3 separate regions of the Mus musculus genome follow, and regions 2 and 3 are each linked to region 1. A link is a contact called in public HiCAR-type and Micro-C data. All regions are on one chromosome and are shown on one strand. The core of a region is the stretch at or near the end of the contact, and the rest is flanking DNA. Distances in the headings are between cores, read along the strand shown.

Evidence for each region. A called contact is a pair of places that touch in the nucleus more often than the background predicts. HiCAR-type assays count read pairs that join an accessible place to other places.
Region 2: a contact with region 1 is called in a HiCAR-type map of astrocytes, with 2.7 times the contacts expected there. The contact joins the promoter of Sh3gl3 here to the promoter of Cpeb1 in region 1.
Region 3: a contact with region 1 is called in a Micro-C map of embryonic stem cells, with 2.1 times the contacts expected there. The contact joins the promoter of Bnc1 here to the promoter of Cpeb1 in region 1. A contact is called at or near these places in 2 of 484 Hi-C or Micro-C datasets (both in embryonic stem cells) and 1 of 9 other capture datasets (liver).

The regions. Positions count from the first base shown.
Region 1 is chr7:81,453,282-81,456,161 of GRCm38.p6, forward strand. Cpeb1 (cytoplasmic polyadenylation element binding protein 1) reads right to left here and starts at 1,477. Exons shown (of 12, transcript NM_007755.5): 1 at 1,353-1,477. The coding sequence starts at 1,367.
Region 2 is chr7:82,173,283-82,176,162 of GRCm38.p6, forward strand. It overlaps Sh3gl3 (SH3-domain GRB2-like 3), which reads left to right and starts at 1,514. Exons shown (of 9, transcript NM_017400.7): 1 at 1,514-1,737. The coding sequence starts at 1,693.
Region 3 is chr7:81,990,849-81,993,728 of GRCm38.p6, forward strand. It overlaps Bnc1 (basonuclin 1), which reads right to left and starts at 1,451. Exons shown (of 5, transcript NM_007562.2): 1 at 1,347-1,451. The coding sequence starts at 1,442.

The DNA of each region.
Region 1 (2,880 bases), core at 227-2,726:
ACGGTGCTAACTAACGCCTGCGAGGCTGCACAGAACGAGGCTGCATAGGACCCTGGAGCCCAGGTGCTCCGTGCTTTCTGGTGTTGCGGGCCACTTTGCAGGAACCGTGGCCTTGCAGAGCCCCCTGGAAATGAGGCTCGTGACCGTGAGAGGCTGGAACCGCACAGCAACCCACACGGGTGGCCTGCGCTGCCCACCGAGGACGCTCTTTGCTGACATGGGTCCCCCTGCCTAGGCATGGGCCTCCCCCCACACACACCCCGTTGCGTCTAGGCCCCCAGTGAAGCAGCCTTGTCAGCCCTACCCGCCCAGCGTCCAGCCTCCGCTCCCCCAAACCAGAGGTCAGGGCTGGAGGCCACGCGAGCCCATCTGCAACCCGACACCCCCGAATTTGGACACCTGGCCTTGCTGGCTGAGAAACGCTGAGCGACACCCTCGAGGCCACATGAGTGCGTCCCGCCAGGCCGCCCGAGTGAGGCAAGCGGACGCCGCCGAGGACTAGCTGGCTTCCCGCCTGCGCCCCCTCGCGGGCTGCTCAACTCCTCCTCCCCTCCGGGCCCGCGCCCCCCAGCCCCGCGAGGCTCCCGGGGACAGCCCTCGAAGCCCGGTCACACGCACGTGCGACCTCACCTGGCCCGGTCCACCCTCGGGGCTAGGGCTCCGGGAGCAATCGAACGTGTGAAGCCACGTGACTTCCCCGGGCTTGGAAAGAGCGCGGCCCGCACGAGGGGCCCGAGACCTCGGCTTTAAAGGAGCCATGTCAGCGCCGTCGTGGCGCGTCTCCCCCTGCGCCGCCCCAGCCTGAGGGGGTCTCCGCGGCTCGCTGCTGCGCCGCCCGCAGCGAGCCGCCAGCCCCTGCCTCCTGCGGGACGCCAAGGCGACTCTCGGGGAGAGAGAGAGAAGGAAAGAGAGAGACGGGAGCCGCGGGCACCGCCGGCCAGCCGGCCGGCCGCTCGAGCTCTCCCGTGCGACGGCTGCGGAAAAAGGAAGTGTTGGCGTCCGGGCGCCCGTCCGCGCGGCCGGCTCCTGTCTGGACGTATGTTCGAGGCCACCGAGAGTTGTGCAAGTGCAGCTCCGAGGCCCCGGCGGTCGCCCCCGAAGGGCCGCGGCGCCTTTAAGCCCAAAGGCCTGAGTCACGAGGAAGCTCCCTGCCCCTCCCCGCGCGCCCCACACCGCTCCACGAGGCCCACGACCGCGGGCATGTGACCGGCGCCCCGCCCGGGACGCTAACCCGGGCGGCGGTGAGGGGGCCCTGTGAAGTGGCGAGACTGCGCGCGGACCGTTAGCCGAGGCGGCCGGCGGGGACAGCAGCCCCGCCCGGCCCGGCCCCGCCCCGCCCCGGCGGCTCTTACCAGAGAGAAAGCCATGGGGTCCGGCGTGGCCCTAAGGGACTGGCGGGCGGGCGGGCGCGCGGGCCGGCGGGTCTGTGCGGCGCGGGACGCGCACACACGTGGGCACTATTTTTGCAGCGAGCAGCGCACGACTCCGCACCCCGGCGGCTTATAAAGCTCCGCGGCGCTGGCCTGACGAGGAGCACCTGTGTCGGCCCCGCCCGGCCTCGTCCCCGCCCCCGCCCCCTGCGCTCCTTCCTGCCGTCCAGACCCGCGCTCCGCCGCCCACCCTGGGCCTGGGGGTCCGAACGGGGGGTGGGGGTTAGTTCTGAGGCTCGAGCCAAGACAGACCACCACTGCCTCCCCGGAGCCCGAGGGGGCTCAGGCCTGAGCAAGTCCCTCGCCCGGTGACCCTGACCATTTCACTCTCCCGCGGGCCTCAGTTTCCCTACAGATTTACAAGACCCTGGGATGCCCCGCTGCGCCGGTGACGTGCGCCCCCCCCCCAAAAAAACGTATAACCACGCCTCTCCTTTGCTAGTGACCTCTCGGGTGGAAGCCCCGGTGGCACCGAACCCAGCCCCTCCACCCATCCCCACCTGCAGCAGACACGCCCTCACTTCAGACCGACTGCCACTGCATCTGGAGCGAGCTGGAACCCGGAGCGCAGGCGTCAGGGGATTCGGGAAAGTTCCGAAAACAGCAGTGATCCTCTTCGGATTGCAGTTCCCCAGGGAAACCGCTCCCGACGCTCCCTCCAGAATGACAGGACGCTTTACTGACAAAATTCGGGGCAAGAGATCAGGGTGAGCGAAGCTGTTGTTCCGAGAGGCGTCATGGGCCAGCTAGGGCTGGACCAGACCGGAAGCCCAAGCGAGCGCAGAGGCGGAGATGGCATTCCGGGCTGCAGACCAGGGAAGGCGGAGAGGGAGGAATGCACTGAGAGGCTCAATCTGACTAAGACCAGCTAATGCGTGTTGGTGCCACAGGAGGGAAGCCCGAGCCCAGTTTCTGAAGGGCTTTTATTCTGCAGCTAGCTGGAAACTAGAGGAAAGGTGAACAAGCTTGGAAGTTGCCAGGTCTCTTTTAAGGTGTTGCTGGAGAGTTGGAGGTGGGAAATAAGCCACTAGGTTGGTTAAGAAAGAGAACAGAGCTTATTGAACATTTCTAAGTGTTTTATATGTTATACTTTTTATTCAGCGCGTATTATACTCAAGGTTCCTCCTGACAGGTGAAGAAGCTGTTACCAACTTGCTGGCAGGTTTGTGAGGCAGGAACGTATAAGCTTCTGCCCAGGGTATTAAGAAAGGAAGCCTACGGTCCTAGCCTAGTGTGTTTGGAGAAGGTGGGGAAGAGGACAGATGCTGGAGTTAAAGTGCAGAGGGAGCTGAATGACAGCTGGCTAGTCTCCATTCTGTGGTCGTTCCCAAGGGTTACTGAAGTCCTAAGCAGAAAGGGTGGTTACAGTATGGAGAACCCATCCCCTTAGGAGCAGCCCAACCCCCATCTTGGCAGCATAGGCCTGATAAATCAAACCTAGTATTTCTTG
Region 2 (2,880 bases), core at 264-2,763, 720 kb after region 1:
GGAAAGGTCCATTCAAATTGGGATTTACCCCTCAAATCAGAACAAACCCAAATGAAATCTGCACAAACCTAATAGATCTACCAGCCATGGAAGAATGCCAGTCACCAACTTCAAAAAGAACCTGACTCCTCAAGGGGGCACGGGTTGAGGCTGTGCCGTTTAAACTTCTATTGGGCACAGAGGTCAGCAGCTGAACATCTCCTACCCAGCCACAGACTAGTCCAGGACAAGGGAGACCATCTTCCCCTAAACCTTTAGTGGGGATGGGATAGCAGAGGAGACTGGGCATTTTGCTGTGGTCACCACTGTCACACCACCTACCTCTGTCTGGTGTCAGTAAGCCCTTGGCTAACTAGGACAAAGAGTGTTGAGTCACATTTAGTAACCTTGTCCCACCACTCATGCTTGTTAAGATGGCCACATCTTCTCCCATATCAGAGGCAGGGCACTGTTGACACCACACTTTCCTAGTCATTGTGAGCAAACCTAGGCATAGAGAGCTGTAGGTGTTCACCCTGTCACACTAGGGTGAAGCTCTGAGGAGTCAGGCAGGCCTGGGAGGCAGGCGCTGAGGCTTCTGGAGACATGCCAGAGCCAAATAGAAGCCCGGATACAGGTGTGAACTGCAAGTGCTCAGGACGACAGGAGTGTTGATGATCCCAGACCCGGTGACGCCGGGAAGCGTCCACAGAATGTCATTTCTTTTAGGTAGAGACTGAAAGTTGCACAGTGTTCGTGTCGGTGTGAAGCATTGCTGAAATGGATTGAAGACATTAGGAGCCACGGGGCCTTTGAAAGGTCAGATTCAGGGAAAATAGTAGACGTGTTGGTGGCACACGAATTAATGCAAAGCTCCTTTTCTGTGACTGGGTTCTGTTCAGTGAGGACCTCTAGACCCCGTGGAAAGGATCTTGTATAAAGGACTCTCCTGGAGACCAGTCTGAACAATTCTCTGGTAAGTAGTGGAACGGAAGGTCCTGTTTTTGGTATGTTGTAGACTGGCTCTTGGTGTGCCTGGTAAGAAGAGGCTCAGCTCACATAACTCTCTCCCAGGGAGCCCCAAACCGCTCCGGCAGACTGGCTAAGAACACAAGTAACTTCTCACAAGCAGGTTTCTCCGTCTAACTACAGTTCCCGGTTCCTCTAGTGTTTCTTCTCTCCTTGAGAACACATCCCAGCGTCCCTTCCTCACAACACACGTCTATCTAAAGCTCTCAGGGATGGGGTTTGGGGAGGGGAGATCTTGCTACCAGTGAGTAAAACCAGGTTTTCCACCAAGTCCCTGAAGAGCAGAGAGACCTCGCGTCCAGAACAATCACAGAGCCAGCTGTATCCCAAGTCTTCCGAAAGAAGTCCTGAGAGGCTCTCCTTATCCCAGGGACATCCCACGGCCAGCCCTTCCACTGGTCCTCTTCTTGGCTCAAGAGCTCCTGGTCGCCACGCAACAATGAAGCGTGGGCGGTCCTAGAAGCTTCATTTGCATGCTGCCGAGGCTCGACCAATGGGCTGCGTTGGGGCCTCGAAACACGGTGTTGCTATCTGCGCGAGCGCCTGTGCCAGTGTGACAGCGCCGTGGCCGTGGCCGTGGCCGTGGGGCGCGCGGGGACCGCCCGGGGTGCCCGCTCCGCTCAGCGTCCGGGCCGCGTGGCCCGGCGGAGCCCCGAGACCACCCCCGGGCGGGGCGCCGCCGCGATGTCGGTGGCTGGGCTCAAGAAGCAGTTCCACAAAGCCAGCCAGGTAGGGAGGCGCGCGCGAGGGGTTTCTGGAGGCGGCGTCCCCAAGGGGTTGCGGGCCATGGACTCGGGGTCTTCATCGGCTTCCTTCGGACTGGGTTTCTGGTCGGCTAGGAGGGCGCGGGGGGCGAGTAGCGGTCGCGCGCTCTGGGCTGCGCGTGTTGGTGCCTCCTCCCCCGAGTCTCGGGTCTCCCGCTGCGCCCTGGCGGTTGTAAATCTGAGCAGTTCGGCTGGCAAGGGATCGGAGGTGGTGGGCTTGGGGATGTGCGCCCGGAGGAGAGCTTTTGGGACCAAGACCGTGGTAGGCCTCCCTCCTGCCCCGGAATCTCTCGTCTGTCCGTTGGGACCCCCACCCCCACCCCCCGCACCCAGGACGCTCTTCTTGCGCCCTGGCTGGGACCCGGCAGTCTCTGTTTTGGCTTTCCAGGGGTTGGGGCTCATCGCTGTGGTCCTTCCCTTGCCGGCCGTCTTCACTGGGTTGGTTCGAGGTTGGCACCAGGCTCCTGCTCTCTCAAAGAGACAGTGTGATGAGGAGACCCAAAACACACACGTAAACAAACCGAGCTAGACACGCCTCCGCGGAAGAGGATGGCAGGTGATTCAGTGGGGGCTTCATGGGAAGCTTCCAGGAGGTGAAGACAGGGCATTTGGGGATTAAGCTTGAGAAAGGATTGTGTCTATGGATTGTTATAGGAAAAGGAGGGCTTTCTGAGCAGAGGAATCTGGAAACAGGGACACAGGAAAGTGTGTGTGTGTGTGTGTCACAAGCAAATTTGCTTTCTAACACTATACTCTTCACCAATGGTAGAGCCTATGTTGTAAAACCTGTTCACCAGCACCTGCGGAATTGTTGCCCTGCCCTCATTTCTTTCCCAGCCTCAGTTTTGCTGAAACCCAGGTGGACTTCATTGCATCTTAAGTCCACGTCGGTGGCGATGTCCCACTCAGGCTTTTCCTTCATATCGATCTTGAGATTGCAGCTGGCCTTAGAAAAATCTTTTTTTTTTTTCTATTCCAGGCGGAAAGACACTGCTAGTCCCTAAGTCACAGCTGGTCCACAAGGAAGCTAAGTGATGGCTGTTCTCAGCAGGGGACATAGGGCAGACAGTGATGCTATTCAGGATGTTAGAAATCCTGGAGGAGAAAT
Region 3 (2,880 bases), core at 201-2,700, 540 kb after region 1:
CACCAAAATCTTGTTGCTTTAATAAGAAAAATTTACTTCTTATTGTTGATATATCTGTTCTGTGTTTCCATGCAGTAACAGGTTCTCTCTCTCTCTCTCTCTCTCTCTCTCTCTCTCTCTCTCTCTCTCTCTCTCTCTCTCTCTCTCTCTCTCACACACACACTCTGACAGGGATTCCCAGGACACCAGTGGGGCCTCTTTCAAGCCCCTTAAGTGTTAACAGCAGAGGCCTGGCTGTGACCAGGCGTCTGGCCCGATTTAAATGCCCTCATCTTCAGAGGTCTGCGGTGAGCCTAGCCATAAAACTAGGGGACATTACCGAACCCCAGAGTGTCTGATCTTCCCCCCCCCCCCCGCACTGCATACAACTTCACTCATACAATTAAGGCTGCTAGTTGGCATTCCATTTAACTGTCAAACTCAGGCTGGTGGCAGCCCCACAGCCACAAAGAGATGCCTTAAACGAGAAGAACATGTTTCTACACCGCATTTGAGAAAGTTTGGCTCCGAGCTATGTACTGATTGATATCAGATCTCTCTCACTTGCCTCTCCAATCTTGTCACATCTGGCTGACAAATCCCCAGGAGTTTATCCGAAGTCGTGAGGCCAGTAGGGTTAAGGGGCTCCCCTGGGGAAGCAGCGCCCGTGGACAGCGGACACCCGAAGCGGATGCTGGGGTACGCCCGGCTGGAACCCCGCTGCGGGGTGGACAGTCACTGGGCCACTAAGCACCTCACCTCTGCATTGCCAGGATCCCTTCCTGTCACTCTCAGGTAAACCATCTCCAAAGAGACTGGACCTTGGCCCTCTGGCTTCCCCATCAGCATCCGGATGCGCTCCTCCAAGTCCCTGAGCGACCGGAGGGCACGAACACCCCTCACTGTCCCACGCTCGACAAGCCAGGCGGAACGCCGGCAAACCAACGCACTCCTTCAGCGCGGTTCAACTGCGAGCATCCGTCCTCTTCAGACACGTCTAACTAAGCTGACGGTTTGCGGCGCTTTTGGTCTTTTGTCTCTTCCCTTTTAAAAAAGCAAGGATTTGTCCCTCAGGGGACCGGCGCCCCCTCCACGCCCCTCGGGCGTCTCCGCGACTCTCCTCCCGGGATGACCGAAGGTCACGGCTTGAAATACCAGACAGATGGACGTCCCTGCGCCAACAGCGGTTGGACAGGGGCTCTGGGGTGTAAGAGAAACGGGGCGCCGCTCACGGGTCACCTCGCTGCGACCGGGCACAGGCTGCGAGGAACTGCAGTTCGGCCTCCCGGGACGCACACACGGCGCCGACGACGAGCAGGTGGCCCTCGTAGGGCGGCCCCGCGCCCGTCGCCCGCGCGACCGCTTACCTCAGCCATCCTGCAGCCGCTGCGGAGCCGGCCTTCCCGGCGCGCGTCCCCTGCCCGGGCCGCTCCGCGTCCGCCCCGGCTCGGCGACCGCCGCATCCACGCTCTGGCCGTCTGGGCCACCCCCGCCCCCCCTGCGCAGGAGAAGTGGGCGGCTCCCCGCGGCGCCGGGTGACCGCGCCGGCCCTTGCGCCCCTCGTGCACCCTCGCGTCCGCCCCGCGCCCCGGGGTCCGCCCCTCCGCTCGCCCCGCCCCGCGCCCCTACTCCGGCCGCCGGGGGCTGCGGGCGACGCTCGAGGGGGTGTGGGGAGGCCACGCAGAGTCGCCTCGGTTGAGGCCAGGCCGCGGCCCCCCGCGCACAGCGGAGACCTCGGCGGCCGCGGGCGCGGAGGTGTCTGCCCCCGGCGGGCTTGAAGGCACTTGTTGAGAAGGAGACAGACGTGTCGGTGTTTGCCTCTCCCCGGCGAGGGCGAAACGCTCTCTGAAGTTCCCTGGCTCTGCTCTCTCGGGCTGATGCAGCCTCCCTCGCCTCCCCCGGAGGCGCCTCGGGTCCCGGTGTGGACCAGGCAGAAGGCTGCACTGCCCCCGCCCCCACCGGGAACTTTTTATTTCCACAGATGTGGGGACTTGGGTCGGGTCGTGGAGGCTTGATTGGGAACTCAAACACCCCGGTCTCTTGTGTGCTCTGTGTTAAAGTCCCGGTGTTACCGCTTGCCTGGGACAGGTGACTTCGCTCTCAGAGTTGGAAAGCGGGATTAGACTTAACTAGGTTCTAAGGAGACACGGAGATGAAGTGATAAATCAAACAAGAGTTTCGTCCCCTGGGAGCCGATGGGGAGGGGCTCGCCAGGAGAACCTGCTTTCCGGGGCCTGAGGACAAAGAAAAAGAATCCTTCGGCCCTAAGAACAGGGGAAGATTGTCCACAGCTGGTGTGAAACAGAACCAGGTTTTACTATATAGCTCTTGGGCAGGGCGGGACCTGAGACCTGAAGAGAGGCCAAAGTGTTTGGCTTTTTGGGTCTGTCCTTTTTAGAAGTAAGAGAGCCTAGACTTGGAGTGGCAGGTCCTGTTTCTTTTTTTTTTTTTTTTTTTTCTTTTTTTTTCCCCCAATTTGTTGCACCTGCTTCGCTGCTGGTGGGCGTCCTTGAAAAGGGAACACAGTCCTGCACAAATCAGAGATGCCGGGACAAAGAAAGAGTTGCAAACAGAAGACAGGATGCCAGTTACCCCACGTGCTGACAACAGGCTTCAGAGGGGGGAAAGGTGAGAACAGGACACATGACAGAAAAAAAAGTGTGGGCATCTGTGCTGCACGGGGTCCGGAAACTGGACACCTGGATTTCCCCCAGGTGCCTGTTCTGGGTCTACCTGGTGGTACTTTTCCTTGCAGGCATGAAGTTGCCTAGCCATTGCGATAACATTGACCTGGAGATGCGCATTAATATTGCCACATGGCAAACTTCATTATGAAGCCTTGTTTTATTAATGACCAAGCTAAACTGGTTGGTTACCTTCTGTTTGCTCTTTCCCAAACAG